Linked DNA regions of Mus musculus: all the other regions are linked to region 4. Evidence: chromatin contacts called from public Hi-C and HiChIP or PLAC-seq data. All regions are on one chromosome and are shown on one strand. Each heading gives the region's core, a stretch centred on a gene start, on an enhancer-like site or on the middle of the called end of the contact. The rest is flanking DNA. Distances are from core to core; before and after follow the strand shown. Region 1 overlaps Nubpl (nucleotide binding protein-like). Region 2 overlaps Gm34894 (a long non-coding RNA gene). Region 3 overlaps Nubpl (nucleotide binding protein-like). Region 4 overlaps Akap6 (A kinase (PRKA) anchor protein 6).

What was found. A called contact is a pair of places that touch in the nucleus more often than the background predicts. HiChIP or PLAC-seq counts read pairs in DNA pulled down with a chosen protein or histone mark.
Region 1: a contact with region 4 is called in a Hi-C map of the C2C12 cell line, with 2.7 times the contacts expected there. The contact joins two enhancer-like sites. A contact is called at or near these places in 1 of 15 datasets of contacts at CTCF or cohesin (the NIH/3T3 cell line), 16 of 484 Hi-C or Micro-C datasets (the 3T3-L1 cell line, 3T3-L1-derived adipocytes, the C2C12 cell line and 12 more), 1 of 115 datasets of contacts at active chromatin or transcription factors (embryonic fibroblasts) and 1 of 9 other capture datasets (embryonic stem cells).
Region 2: a contact with region 4 is called in an H3K4me3 HiChIP or PLAC-seq map of craniofacial prominence, with 6 times the contacts expected there. The contact joins two enhancer-like sites. A contact is called at or near these places in 2 of 39 promoter capture datasets (cranial neural crest and frontonasal cranial neural crest), 1 of 15 datasets of contacts at CTCF or cohesin (the NIH/3T3 cell line) and 3 of 115 datasets of contacts at active chromatin or transcription factors (craniofacial prominence, embryonic stem cells and stem cell-derived neural progenitor cells).
Region 3: an H3K27ac HiChIP or PLAC-seq map of stem cell-derived neural progenitor cells shows a contact between it and region 4, with 4 times the contacts expected there. The contact joins two enhancer-like sites. A contact is called at or near these places in 2 of 115 datasets of contacts at active chromatin or transcription factors (epiblast stem cells and stem cell-derived neural progenitor cells).

Annotation. Positions count from the first base shown.
Region 1 is chr12:52,283,081-52,286,213 of GRCm38.p6, reverse strand. All of the region lies in intron 7 of Nubpl (nucleotide binding protein-like), which reads right to left. Among named protein-coding and RNA genes, the nearest start is that of Gm40423, 77 kb to the left of the region's middle. Within about 2 kb of position 1,528, at least 15 of the 459 cell types and tissues checked have an H3K27ac peak or open chromatin away from gene starts, as enhancers often do. A contact at or near this core is called in the C2C12 cell line and embryonic fibroblasts, where this site is marked.
Region 2 is chr12:51,844,137-51,847,125 of GRCm38.p6, reverse strand. It overlaps Gm34894 (a long non-coding RNA gene), which reads left to right. Exons shown (of 3, transcript XR_381584.4): 2 at 1,965-2,989. Among named protein-coding and RNA genes, the nearest start is that of Gm34894, 6.2 kb to the left of the region's middle. Within about 2 kb of position 1,650, at least 392 of the 459 cell types and tissues checked have an H3K27ac peak or open chromatin away from gene starts, as enhancers often do. A contact at or near this core is called in the NIH/3T3 cell line and craniofacial prominence, where this site is marked.
Region 3 is chr12:52,185,652-52,188,765 of GRCm38.p6, reverse strand. The region is part of intron 6 of Nubpl (nucleotide binding protein-like); the gene reads right to left. Among named protein-coding and RNA genes, the nearest start is that of Nubpl, 89 kb to the right of the region's middle. Within about 2 kb of position 1,600, at least 68 of the 459 cell types and tissues checked have an H3K27ac peak or open chromatin away from gene starts, as enhancers often do. A contact at or near this core is called in stem cell-derived neural progenitor cells, where this site is marked.
Region 4 is chr12:52,834,243-52,837,361 of GRCm38.p6, reverse strand. The region is part of intron 2 of Akap6 (A kinase (PRKA) anchor protein 6); the gene reads right to left. Among named protein-coding and RNA genes, the nearest start is that of Gm51971, 37 kb to the right of the region's middle. Within about 2 kb of position 1,726, at least 125 of the 459 cell types and tissues checked have an H3K27ac peak or open chromatin away from gene starts, as enhancers often do. A contact at or near this core is called in the C2C12 cell line, the NIH/3T3 cell line, craniofacial prominence and 2 more, where this site is marked.

The DNA of each region.
Region 1 (3,133 bases), core at 279-2,778, 550 kb after region 4:
TACGCAAGTTTCCTTTCCTGCCTTTGACCCCTGGCTTCTGAAATCACAGCTGACTGAGCAGCACAGCCAGAGCATTGCAACCTCGTTATTCAGACGCGTGTTGATGAGACACTTATGGGGCCAGCCACCCAGAAGTCAGGGGTCTAACTGGTACACCAGAAAAAACCGAGGACTGCCACAGAGTACTCGGTGCTAACACAGAGGATGTGCATGGAGTCCTGAAGCTCTACTGAGCGACAGGAAGAGGGAGTGGTGAACGTGATGTGAAGGGTGGAGAAGTGGAAGACAAGGAGAAGCAATACAGATGGCCAGAAAGAGCCAATTCCTAAGCTGGGTTTTAAAAGTTTGTGTTCTGAAAAACTCACACAGTAATTGATGGGTTGGTTCCGGTAAAGTGAAGGGCTATGGTAGAAATGTGGATGCAGACTGGTCAGGCTTGAATGGAGTCAACATTGAGTGATGGGGACCCTGTACACACAGATGGCCCTGGGAGAGTGTTTGTTGAAATGCAAAGACTTGGTATGATTAGTGGATTCTGTGACCTTCATGAATTCTGTGGTTTAGATACTCCAATAACCAGTATCACACAGCTTACAGTTTAATACACAAAAACACAGCATTTCAGAGCCCAGACAGACAGTCTATCAGAGCAAATAAAAATAGAGGAGAGATTAGCAACTAATACCTGATTAGGTGAAGTAAAGGTGAAGTGGTGCCACAGACTACTGTCTGAAGGTCCTGGGAAGGGCCAGGTAAGGGAAAAGAGCAGGACCACCAAGTGACACAGCACACAAACGGGGAGACAAGCAGAGCAAGCTACAACAAGCAATATCCCATGGCATTTCTCCAACAGGAACCCACAAACTCTTTTGGAATCAACATTTCTTCTCATCAAAATATCAATAATTTGAATGTCATTGATATTTTTTTTAAAGTTTTGGTTGTACGTCTTTATTAAACTTTTATTTATTTATTTTCTATCTAGCAGTAACTTTAGAAGAAGAGGTCTTATCTATTATCAACTTTGAGATAAAAATATATAAGGATTAAAAATCTGATCCTATAGCTGATGGGCTGTGTGACCACGTTGGCTTCAATTTCTTTCTCACAAATGGCACAGTAATACCATTTCTGAGGGTTGCAGTACTACACCACTGCTAGACACTGATATCTGTTATGATGCCTTGCATCTAAAAAGAGGTGCTATTAAAAAAATCCGCTACTATGTTTATGATTATTAATAAAATGCCTCAGAAGATGCCAGGAAGGTTGTTTCCTTGTGCCATTAGACAGATCATTCTAGTCTTAAAACAGTTTCATGGAGCATTCCTGCTTTCTTTTATTAATTTCTCTGGTTAACAACCCAAAAGCTAGACCATAGTTCTTTCTTTTAAAAGATGATTAATCACATCTCTGCAAAAATTATTCTCTACACATACAAAGTATTTCCACAATCTGCCACCTCCTCAGCCCTGTTATTAATATATTTCCATATACAGTCATGTGGAAGGAATTAATCCTAGCTCTGGCCCCATCTAGCTGTGACTAATCTTGGGCAAGAAACTCAGAAACACCCTAGGTCTCAGTTTTCTTGACTGTAAAACTGGAGTGTGTATTATATTGTTTCCAAGGCCTCCTATGACTGTATGATCTAGCATTTGCTCCTAACTGTATTTCTAAACCTTGCCCCTGTTTAACCTGACTGCCCCAGTTATCTTATTAAGTGGAAGTAAGGACTGCCTCTCAAACCTAGACTGTTTTTTCCATAGAGGAACAAGGAGCTTTGTGGGTTGTTTCCTCCCAATCTTCTCCCTCACAATTTACCCACTACACAGGGTGTTCTCTATTGTATTAGCTCTAAAGACTGCTCTGAACTCTAGCCACAGTACATAAGTGCATTCTTGCTCAACTATTCTTGTCTACTATTTGTATCTCATTACACGATACAGGTTCATGTTTTTATGGTCTGTACGTGTGTCCTCCAAAGGACTTACTTACTAGAGGCCTAATCTAATGGTGGTACTAGGGTGATATAGGACCTTTAAAAGGTGGGGTCTGATGTTCTACTACCCAGCTTTCTGTGGTTACTCCAGGTAACAGACTCATCTCTAAAGATATAAAAAGGGAAATGAGACGATAGAAGGGAGAGTTTACCTGGAGTCAGTAGAGGGAGGGAAACGCTAAGCAAGAGGGAAAAAGGAATAGAGAACACCAAGGATGATTGAAAACTCCATGGGGAAACAGGATTCTATGTTTATTTGAAACTACTATTAGTACATATACATTTGGAGATGCTCATACCATGGGATGACCACTAAGAAGAAGCCACTAAGCAGCAGCACCCACCCCCATGCCCCCATGGCCTCTGAATTAGCTCCTGACTCTAGATTCCTGACCTGCTTGAGTTCCTGCTCTGACTTCCTCCTTTGAAGAACATTGATGTGGAAGTGTAAGGCAAATAAACCCTTTCCTCCCCAATTTGTTTTTGGTCATAGTGTTTCCTCACAGCAATAATAACCCTAAGGAGGATAGTGTATAAACACATATAAATAACTTACATGAAGTTATGCCACAAAGGGTAAAATGTTTTTACCAAGAACCAAAGGCTATCTAACAAAAGCCCTGGTGCCAAGCATGGAAACTTTGAATTGTTGGTCAGGGGACTCCAAAAGATACCTCAAGCAACATTGGACACTACTGTTTCCCTTGATTGCCTCCCAGAACATGAAGGTAAGAACCTAAATGCTGAAGACACCACATACTTCAGAACAGAACTTAAAATTAAGTTGCAATTGACCTGGAAGCCTCCTCCCTGACAGCTGGCTCTCAGTATTCAAAGGTGCAATTGCCAAGGCAGAAAAGCAACCAATAGTGCTATTCAGCACAACAATGGCTGGATTGTCAGGAGATGCACAATAGTACCACGGTGGCACCTTTACCCCAGGGGTCACCAACACTTGTCTAACTGGATTTAAAGCCCACTTAATAGGAGGGAAATCAACCTACTATACACCTAGTCAATTATCCAAAGCTAGAGATGTCATAGGCCCAAGAAGAGAGCCTACTACTACCTTTTCCCCCAAATAATATAATTTCTAACTGTATTCTAAATACTTATCTTAAGTCTTTCCAA
Region 2 (2,989 bases), core at 401-2,900, 990 kb after region 4:
CTGTCGGTTATCGGTGTGGAAGAAGAAGGATGTGAGGGAAAGCAAGAGGCGGACTTCCGGGTTACGAGAGATGTTTTATTTTGTGAGTTGGTGTGACCCCTCTCCTGTTTCTTTGTTATTGTTCTTGGAGCTACTCAGATATACCTTTTTGCTTGTTTGTTTTTAAGGCGGGGTCTCATGTAGCTCTGCCTAGTCTCAAAACTGCTATGTAGGCAAGGCTAACCTGGAACTCCTTCCCGTTCCTCCGACATCACCTTCTCCTTTGAAGCATGCATCAGAGCCATTCACCATCAAGCCCGGCTCCATATATTCTGTATGTTAAGTTGGGGTTTTGTCTTATTTTTCTAGACAGGGTTTCTCTGTGTAGCTTTAGCTGTCCAGGAACTCACTCTGTAGACGAGGCTGGCCTTGAACTCAGAGATCCACCTGCCAAACACTAGGATTAAAGGCATTTGCCATCACACACACACCCCAGCTTTACATAGGTTTTATATGTGTTATAAGGCACTGAACTTACAACTTTTCTTATAGGAAGCTTTATTTCAACTATGTTCATTTGGGTGTTATGTATAGAAACAGAATGAAAGCAATCTATTTGGGTGAATTATTAAAGTGAAACATTGTTGCGATTCATCATGTGAAGGTGTGTCTCTCTGTATATTCAAGTGTTAATGCTGTGCTTGCAGAGAGCTAAACATTAGCAGGATCTGGTATTGTTATTTCCTTGGCCCATCACTGGTCTCATATTTTGTAAATATTTGTTCTCCCTCACCTGCCTAAGGCAGTCTAGAATTGTATCTCATCGGCTTTAATGAAGGCCCATAGCTGAGCAGGAAGTGGAAGGTAGGAGATAGGGACGCTGGGAGAAGAGTTGGGACACAGGAGATTCAGCAGCACGTGCGGAGGTGGACTGAGAGCCCTGGCGGAAAGGTAGAACTGGCCATGGGGCAGGATGCAGGCCAGAATTAATCAGGATAGAGTCCTTGCAAGACTGCCAGCTAAGGCCTGAGCTTTAAAATATTAACAAACCTCTGACATTATTTATATAGCTGGCAGGTCTATAGAAAGTCCTGTTATAAAATATGATGAATAGAATATTATTTAAGTGCTTAAAATATGGTAAGGGAGAAAAGGCTTTTAAGTTACCAAAACAAAAGTGACAAAAACTAATAAGCATATGATGACCTCAGCCATAATAGAGCTGGTTCTTAGCAAAATGGATTTTAAACATCTCTCCTTATATTTTTCTTCTGTTGTTTTGTTTAGGTATTTGTATTTGGTTTTTGGAAATACAAATTCAAGCCAGGCAGTGATGGCGCATGTCTTTAATCCCAGCACTTGGGAGGCAGTGGCAGGCAGATTTCTGAGTTCGAGGCCAGCCTGGTCTACAGAGTGAGTTCCAGGACAGCCAGGGCTACACAGAGAAACCCTGTCTCAAAAGCCCACACCCCCCTCCAAAAAAAAGAAAGAAAGAAAAAAGAAATACAAATTCAGGTTTCAAACTCTCAGGCCTCCTGTCTCAGCCTCACAGGATACAAAGCATGGGTGACTGGCCTGATGATGTTCTTTTTAATAGTTAAACATTTTACTACCAAAGGAAAACAGACTGTTAGCTGGGTCTGGCAGAACATGCCTGTCAATGGGGGGTGGCCGCAAGACCAAGAGTTCAAGGTCATTCTCAGCTCTCAGGTACCCTGGGCTGCATGGGATGATGGATCTTGACTCAAGAAAAAGAAGAAAAATGGCTTTTACAAAAAAGCATGTTTTGGCCCCCCAATAAACCAGTATTGCCAGAAACTGCTCTGACTTCTAAGGTTTCATGCCTGAGAAAGTTTTCATGGGAAACAATAAAGGTCACAAAACAACTTTCCTTCAGATGTCCTGCCCTGTGCCGCAATGTTTGCCAAGAACTGTTTCCCCGCCTCCTGGTTCCTCTCATTGGCCCGTTGGTCTTTCCATCACAGGTGACCTCCAGTATCTTGGTCCCACATAGCTCAGGGTGAAGAGCTGAGTAATCCTGAACCTGGGGCTGCTGCCGGAACAACCTTTCACACAGTGCCCACTGCTCCCGGTTGCACAACATGTTTGACTGCGAGAGATAAACGCCAGGTTTACATTTGACTCCAGTCACCTTCGGGGCCAGCAGCCGGAGCCTGTAAACAGCACCCACTCCTTTAGAAAGGCGCGACTTTCCCAAAGTCCTGCCTTCCGAGCGCTGCGCCAGGCTGGGAGGAGGTGGACAAGGAAGGGGAGTATTCCAAAGAAAAAGGAGGCTACAAGCAAGCTCTCGACTCTGTTTAGGAAGAAAAGGAAGAGCCGAGCTGAAGCATTGGCCCTGCGGGGGGTGGGGGTGGGGCTCATTTTGTGAACTGGAATTTAAGAACTAAAACTAGTCCCCCTAACGTGTTTCTGTTTACCCATCAGAAATCAATCTCTGATTGGAGCAGGTACTTTTTCCTCCGTAAAACAGGCCAAAGAGGAAACGGAACTGTCTTAGTACTAAAATAATCTGTAATTTAATTGATGTTGCATGTTAGGCTTATTGAAGACACCACTATGAGAAGATTCTGTGCTTTGTTTTCTGACACTGAAAACTGCAGGGTGGGGGCGAGAAAAATCCCCCCACGACTTCACACAGGTTATAGGAGGAAAACTAATAGTCGAGAAGGAGGGATTTCAGTGGATTCTTTCAAGAATAAACATGTCTTACTCAGATCTTGAAGCCTGTGACTATCGAGTACATCTAAGTACATCGAGTTCCTTCTGTTGGTTGAAGCTAGGTTTGCTGCGTCTTGAGTCCAGATGGAACAATGACACTAAGACAAAGCCTTAAGCAATTTTGTTTGCTAATAAGATGTCAGACCACTAATGAAAGGGCAGCTTGCTTTGGCTTAGGAGAGCAAGCTTCCCATAGAAAGCAGCTCCTAAGTGTGAAAGAGCAATATTTGATTCCCTTCCTCCCTAGTGGTAAAAAAGATGTTTTTGAGTG
Region 3 (3,114 bases), core at 351-2,850, 650 kb after region 4:
TTTGTTTGTTTGTTTGTTTGTTTGTCTTGGTTTGGGGGGGTATATTTTTATTTTTAAAATCATCATATACATGTTAAAAGATAGCATATACATATAACATATGTAAAAATACGTTTTTTGTAATTGTGCCACCTCCTTTCCCACTCATTACCCACATTGACCTTTGTAGACTCTCCCCCTCAGTCTCTTTTCCTCTTTCTTTCTTCCTTCCCTCCCTCCCTCCTCTTTTCTTTTCTTTTCTTTTCTTTTCTTTTTTCTTTTCTTTTCTTTTTCCTTTTCTTTTCTTCTTTCTTTCTTTCTTTCTTTCTTTCTTTCTTTCTTTCTTCCTTTCTTCCTTTCTTCCTTTCTACCTAAGGATTTATTGTTCTGCCAGCTACCCTGCCAGGATAACATGTAGCATTATCCAGTTAATGTAACTCAAGTGTTATTGAGGCACCTGTGAGATTACTAGCCACACTCCAGTTTCTGGGTGCTCCACCATAACTGTTACCCCAATAGCTCTACTCAACTGGTAGAGCAGAGGATTGTAGTATTCTTAATTCTAAATGCTTCGCAGAGATCCATCAAATCACTTTTAAACATGATGAGCACCTGATAAAGAATGAATATGGTGAGATATCAACTGACCACAATGACACCCAGTGACTTCACCTGCAAGTGAATGCATTCTCAGAGAACAGGTGCCCTGAAAGACAATACATCTTCTTGGTGTGCTTAGACAGAACTAACTAACTTAATTGTCTTAAAATGTCATTTAATACTGTATCTCTTGGCCTAATTGTCTAAGAGCCTTTGAAACTTACTGTATAACAAAGTACTTTCTATTATTTATATGTCAAAAGAAGAAAAATGAATAATCTCCTTAGAAACTGGCCAACTATGAATGACAACAAAGAAACTCATGTGTTGCAATGTCTTCTTGCCACCATTTGTGGCCACAGTCACAGATTCCTGCAGTTATCACGACTGCCCAACAAGAAGAATTTTAGAACTTGACTCAGTTAAATGCAAATACTTACAACTACTAACCTTAAACTGAACTCTGATAAGTGCCTACCTGTGATCTGTGGGTAGAATAATGAATATGATAGAGAAAACAGCTTGCATCACCGGATAATGCATGCTTTTGCTATGTACACTTCATATGAAATAGTACTGCTAATAAAACTTTATATATACTTATTTCCACAAGACATTAGCCATTACCTAATAAACCTCTATTCTTGCAAACATTAAATACAGAAAAGAACTTGGTTGTTAATTAAACACTGGGAAAAACAGGCCTATTATAGCTTCTTGTATAATCACTTGCCATTTGCAAAACTACGTATCAAACTCGTTTGGCCCTTCCCAGGAGAGGTACTTAGGGGAGTTCAAACATTTTCTTTTTTCATTTTATACAGGATTAAGCAGAGTTTAGCCCAACTCAAAGGAAAAATTCTTTAGGAAACCAAGGGCTGAGAGCATTCCTTATTCAAAAGTGAAATTCCATTGTCAGGGAAATCACTAATACCAACTATCAAGGGGAAATGTCTCATTCCTGTTGCAGGATCAGCTAAAATGAACTGCTTCTCTAGTTGCTAGGAAACAACCACTCATTATATGCCATTATCAGAGCCCTAGAGAGAAAAAACCTGGCATCTGCTCCACATTTGGGATATGAGAGACTGAACTAAAACCTCTGAAACTACTGCCAAAATCCCCAGTTCCGAGTGTGTGCTGTGCCGAGGCGGGTGTCCCCTTCTCCCAGACTTGGAAGTTTTCCCTTCTCCACTTCTTTCTCTAAGCACTATGATTATTTTTTTCCCAATATCCTATATTTCCAAACTTAAAGATTCTAAGAAAAAAAAAAAAACTTCCTCAGGAATCCTAACGGAGAAATTAAAAACCAGTTGTAATTCATGGAGTAGAAGACACTAAATTGTTCTACCTTTAAAGATTAAGATCAAAACAGAAAATAGAAAACACATTATCTCAAACATGAGGAGAATAAGAAGAAACAGTAATAAATTCAGTACTAATACATTCCAGCATTTCTCAGCCTGGTTTTCTGCTTTTATATCCTGACATACTTTTCTGCAGTGCATCACAGAATGCACTCCTGTTGGGTTGTAGGCAGGGTGGGTGGGGGGAGGGGGTTGCAGCTGGGAGCACAGAGAGGCCTTCCACAGGAGATTAAGCTGCCACTCTGTAGGCAAAGGCCTTCTTCATGGCTCCCCAAGGTGGATCTTGGTGAAAAAGAAGCAGTCCATGGTTCTAAACAGCTTATTGTCATGACGGAAAGTGGATGTGTAAAACCATGGCCCCTTTCTCAGGGTGGGCCTGAGATGAAATACCTTTGGCAGGAAGGAATGTCTGGAAAGGGAAGCTGACTGACTAAGCCCTCTGGGCCTCTAGATACCTCATTAGCATGAAGAACTCTATTTTGGGACAAGTCTCTTTTATGTGAGAAGCATGGCATGTGTTCCAAGTCAGGAGTCTGGCAGGGAGCTGGGAGTTACCTCAGCCTCAGGCATGTGCCCACCTAGTCTCTGGGTCTTGACCTGCTCTACCTTATCAAACTTCCTGCCATGGTTTTACGTCCTACACAGTCCCAAACACACCCCATATTTACTCACCAATCTTCTCCCTTCCTTTTAACACATGAGGTTCCAAGAAGACCAGGTGAAAACATACAGATATTTTACAAGAAATTGGCAAGTTGAAATCAATAAACTTCCAATCCTATCACTTCTGTATTCTGAGGATTAAGATATCCTCAGAAGCTAATGTAAATGGGTTAAAGTAGCTGCCAACTACTACATAGTGAAGGGTGTTTCACTATGTTAGAGTAATTCTTCCACCTCCCATTCATGGTCAGGGCATTGTAATGACTCCTTGCTGCATTCTGAACTCAATACTAACCAGTCCTTGGTATAATGTTGAATTTGCTCTCAAGGGACCTGCCTTACAGAAATGGCATGCCCAGCCTCTCCCAACTTCATTCTTGTTCCCATATTAACAGGGTCACTTCCTAGCAAAATATAGAAAAAAAAATACAGGAAGCTCATTTAAATACCAGATTCTTCTTTAAAGTGTGGACATGCCCTAAATTATCCCTTATATCTCTAGTAC
Region 4 (3,119 bases), core at 477-2,976:
AACGGATTCAGAATCAGAACCATTTTAAACCATGGGGAAGGAGACAGTCAAAAAAGGGTTCTTAAACTAAATGCAAGATCCAATGAGGTTGAAGTAATCTACAAACCCTGGTGGCTCTGGGGGCTGCACTGAGCTCAGCAAGATGCCGCCCGTGCCTTTTGTTTGTGTAGCAGAAGGTAGCATGGATTTAGTTTGATGCCAAAACAGTCTACCATTCTGGTTGTCTTAAAGCCTTGAAACCAGAGGTTCTCAGGCCTTGGATCCCCTTTCACAAGAGTCACATATCCGCACATCAGATAATTACGTTACAATTCATAACCTTAGCAAAATTCTAGTTATGAGGTAGCAATAAAATAATTTTATGGTCGGGGGTCGCCCACAACACGAGGAACTGTGTTAAAGGGTTGTAGCATTGGGAAGGGTGAGAACCTCTCCTGAGACCTTCTCTTCTCAGAGAATCCTAATGGTAGAGTTCAAAATCCTACAGTGTTTCCATATCAGAGGACTTGTTTGTCTGCACTGCTTGTCTATGCTACGCATAGCAACCAATATGAAGTTGCTGCTGACCTATAGAAACAGTGAATCCATGGGCTTCAGCCTCCACTGTTGTAAGTCGGCTGGATATGGGAACCAGAGGGCTGAGGATACAAGGAAGTGGATATATAAAAAGAGATTTATTTTATGTTAATAATTTTTTTTACTTCACCTCATTGAAGTTGGGTCACAAAATCAAATGCCAAACCTCTTCGCATGGAAGGAATTAAACATTCCTAGCACTGCTGAAAAAGCAAGGCGCGCTCCGCTGTCTGCGTTAGATCCATGACCCAACTGTAACAGAGTGTGCCAAATAAGTCTAACCACGAACCGAGACAGGGAAAGCAGGGCGCTCTGCCCACTGTGCCAGCACAAGAACCACGTGCGTAGCAGGTGAACAAGCTCCCCTGAGAACAAGACCAGGCCGCTACCTGTCATGCAAAACCCTGGATTTTCCAGTCCTCCTTGCTGTAATTCGCACTCCCTTCAAATGCATCTTGTCCAGGCTGGTTTGCTAAAACAGCTGGATGAATCTACAGGAATGCAGAGAGCGAGGGAACTGCCACGCCTGGCTTCCCCAGCCCTCTCTTCCTTTCTCCCTTCATCCTTTGGAATTTTGATTAGATTATGACAATTTGGCTCGTTCCAGGAGCAAACACTGCATCTTCTGGCTTTTCTAGTTTGAAAAACAGATGGTCCCTTCACTGGGCCCAGGGGAAAAGGAAAACAACTTGTTATCAAGAATTTCCTTTGGCTTCTGCTTTGCAGTTTCTAGTTTCCCAACATGCAATTCCTTGACGAGCTGGTGCGCTTGTGGGCTAGAGCCAGTGTGAGCATCCAGGAAGCAGATCTGTAGCAACTTTTGTCTCCCCTTGCCCATTCTCCCAGCCCAATCCTCATCCCTGGCCCAGTGCCTTCAGAAGTCAGAGCAATAGAACCCTAACCTGTTATTTATGTTACTCGAAATCACTGTTTCGAAACTCAATGTAAATTAAGCTACGGGTCAACCTCAGAGAAAATTAATACAGAGTAAACTATTTTCTATACTGCAGTTCCAAAACCCCAAAGGGGTTTTTATTTGAGCAAAAATATACATGCTTAAAGGAGCTCCTTGGCCCAACTTGAATCGCTCTGAGTGAGACAGAGTCCAGTTTGAACTGGATTTTCCTTTGTAATCTCTGTGGCATTCCAAACATTTCTACACATCAGGATTACATCATATTCCCCCCTCCCTCCTCCCCCTTCAATACAAACAGCCATTATACCCCATTTTCATGACCTTCGGGTTCCCAGTATCAAATTACCCAGCTGGTAATTTCTATCTCCCTTGGTTGCTAAGAGATGGCGATGGTCCAGACCAAACTAATATTCCTGAACGCTGAACCTCAAGTTGCCATAGGAGTGAATGAAACTCAGCCGGAGCACAAAAGGGCTCACCATTTGGCAGCCAGGCTGTGTGTCTTTCACAGCTGCAGGAGACAGTTGGTCCAGAGAACCTTTCTGCCATCTCCCTGCCAAGTCACTGCCACGTTCTCAAGCGGTTGACACAATGGCTTTCAGCAGAAGAGCTGCCATTTACATTACAGAGATCAGTCTGCTGTCCCACCGTCTCTTCTGAATTAAGTTTCATGGTTCCATAGCTAAAGCCCCCCCCACTCCGATACAACAAGCCCTTTTAATGACAACAGTCACAGAGAAGGCACTTGTAGGAAATGCTAGTGTATCTCTCCTCCTTGTGGCCTGGCCTGCTTGTCTGCTCAGGCTCTTACTCCCCAAGCTGCTACTCTGGGGCTCTCAGATGAGCCCTTCCTGGGTATTGTCCCACCATGGCCACATCTCCCCTGGGAGCTTTCCACACTGGGAAAGCTTTTCCTGGCTGCTCTCTGGAGAGGATCCAAAGCTGGAGGGAGACACCTCAGGGCTCCTGATTAAAAGCCCTCGCCTCTACGGTAGATGCTCGAGGATAATTTGGCTAATCGGTCAGCTTGATCTGGTTTCAGATTCCTCTGACATTTTCTCATCCTCAACAAACCTTCAGAATGCAGAATTCAGAACCCCAGGTCCAGGATGGACTGCCTAGGGACCTGTGACAAACGTCAAACGTCACATTTCTTGTAAGAACAAAGGTTTCTAAGCTTTATGCTTTGAAGGCTCATTTTTCAAGTTAGAGCTCATAATTTGTTAGCCCAGGTCATACCCCAGGATTCCTAACACTCTGCAATATCTGTGTTTCCAAACAGAGTCCTGCAACAGCATGCCCAGCTTTAACTTTAGCCAATCCAGTCAGGTAGCAATGTCAGCAGGATCCCGTAAAATGGAGAAGAAAGACACAGATAATGAAATAAACTAGGAAGACACTTCATACCTTGGACAGAGGTGCCTGTGTCAATTAACACTAATTATTCAATCAAGACATTTGCCCTAGTGGGAGGCACAGACTCCATTCACCCCAATTAAGCCAGTGGATGCTGAAAGGATTTACAGGAAAAGCAAAGGAAGGTAGAATATATTCAGCAGTCGAGAGGCACGGGGATGTGAATCCGTCCTAGCTCGTGGCCGTGACCTTGGAATTCCCTGTTGACGTG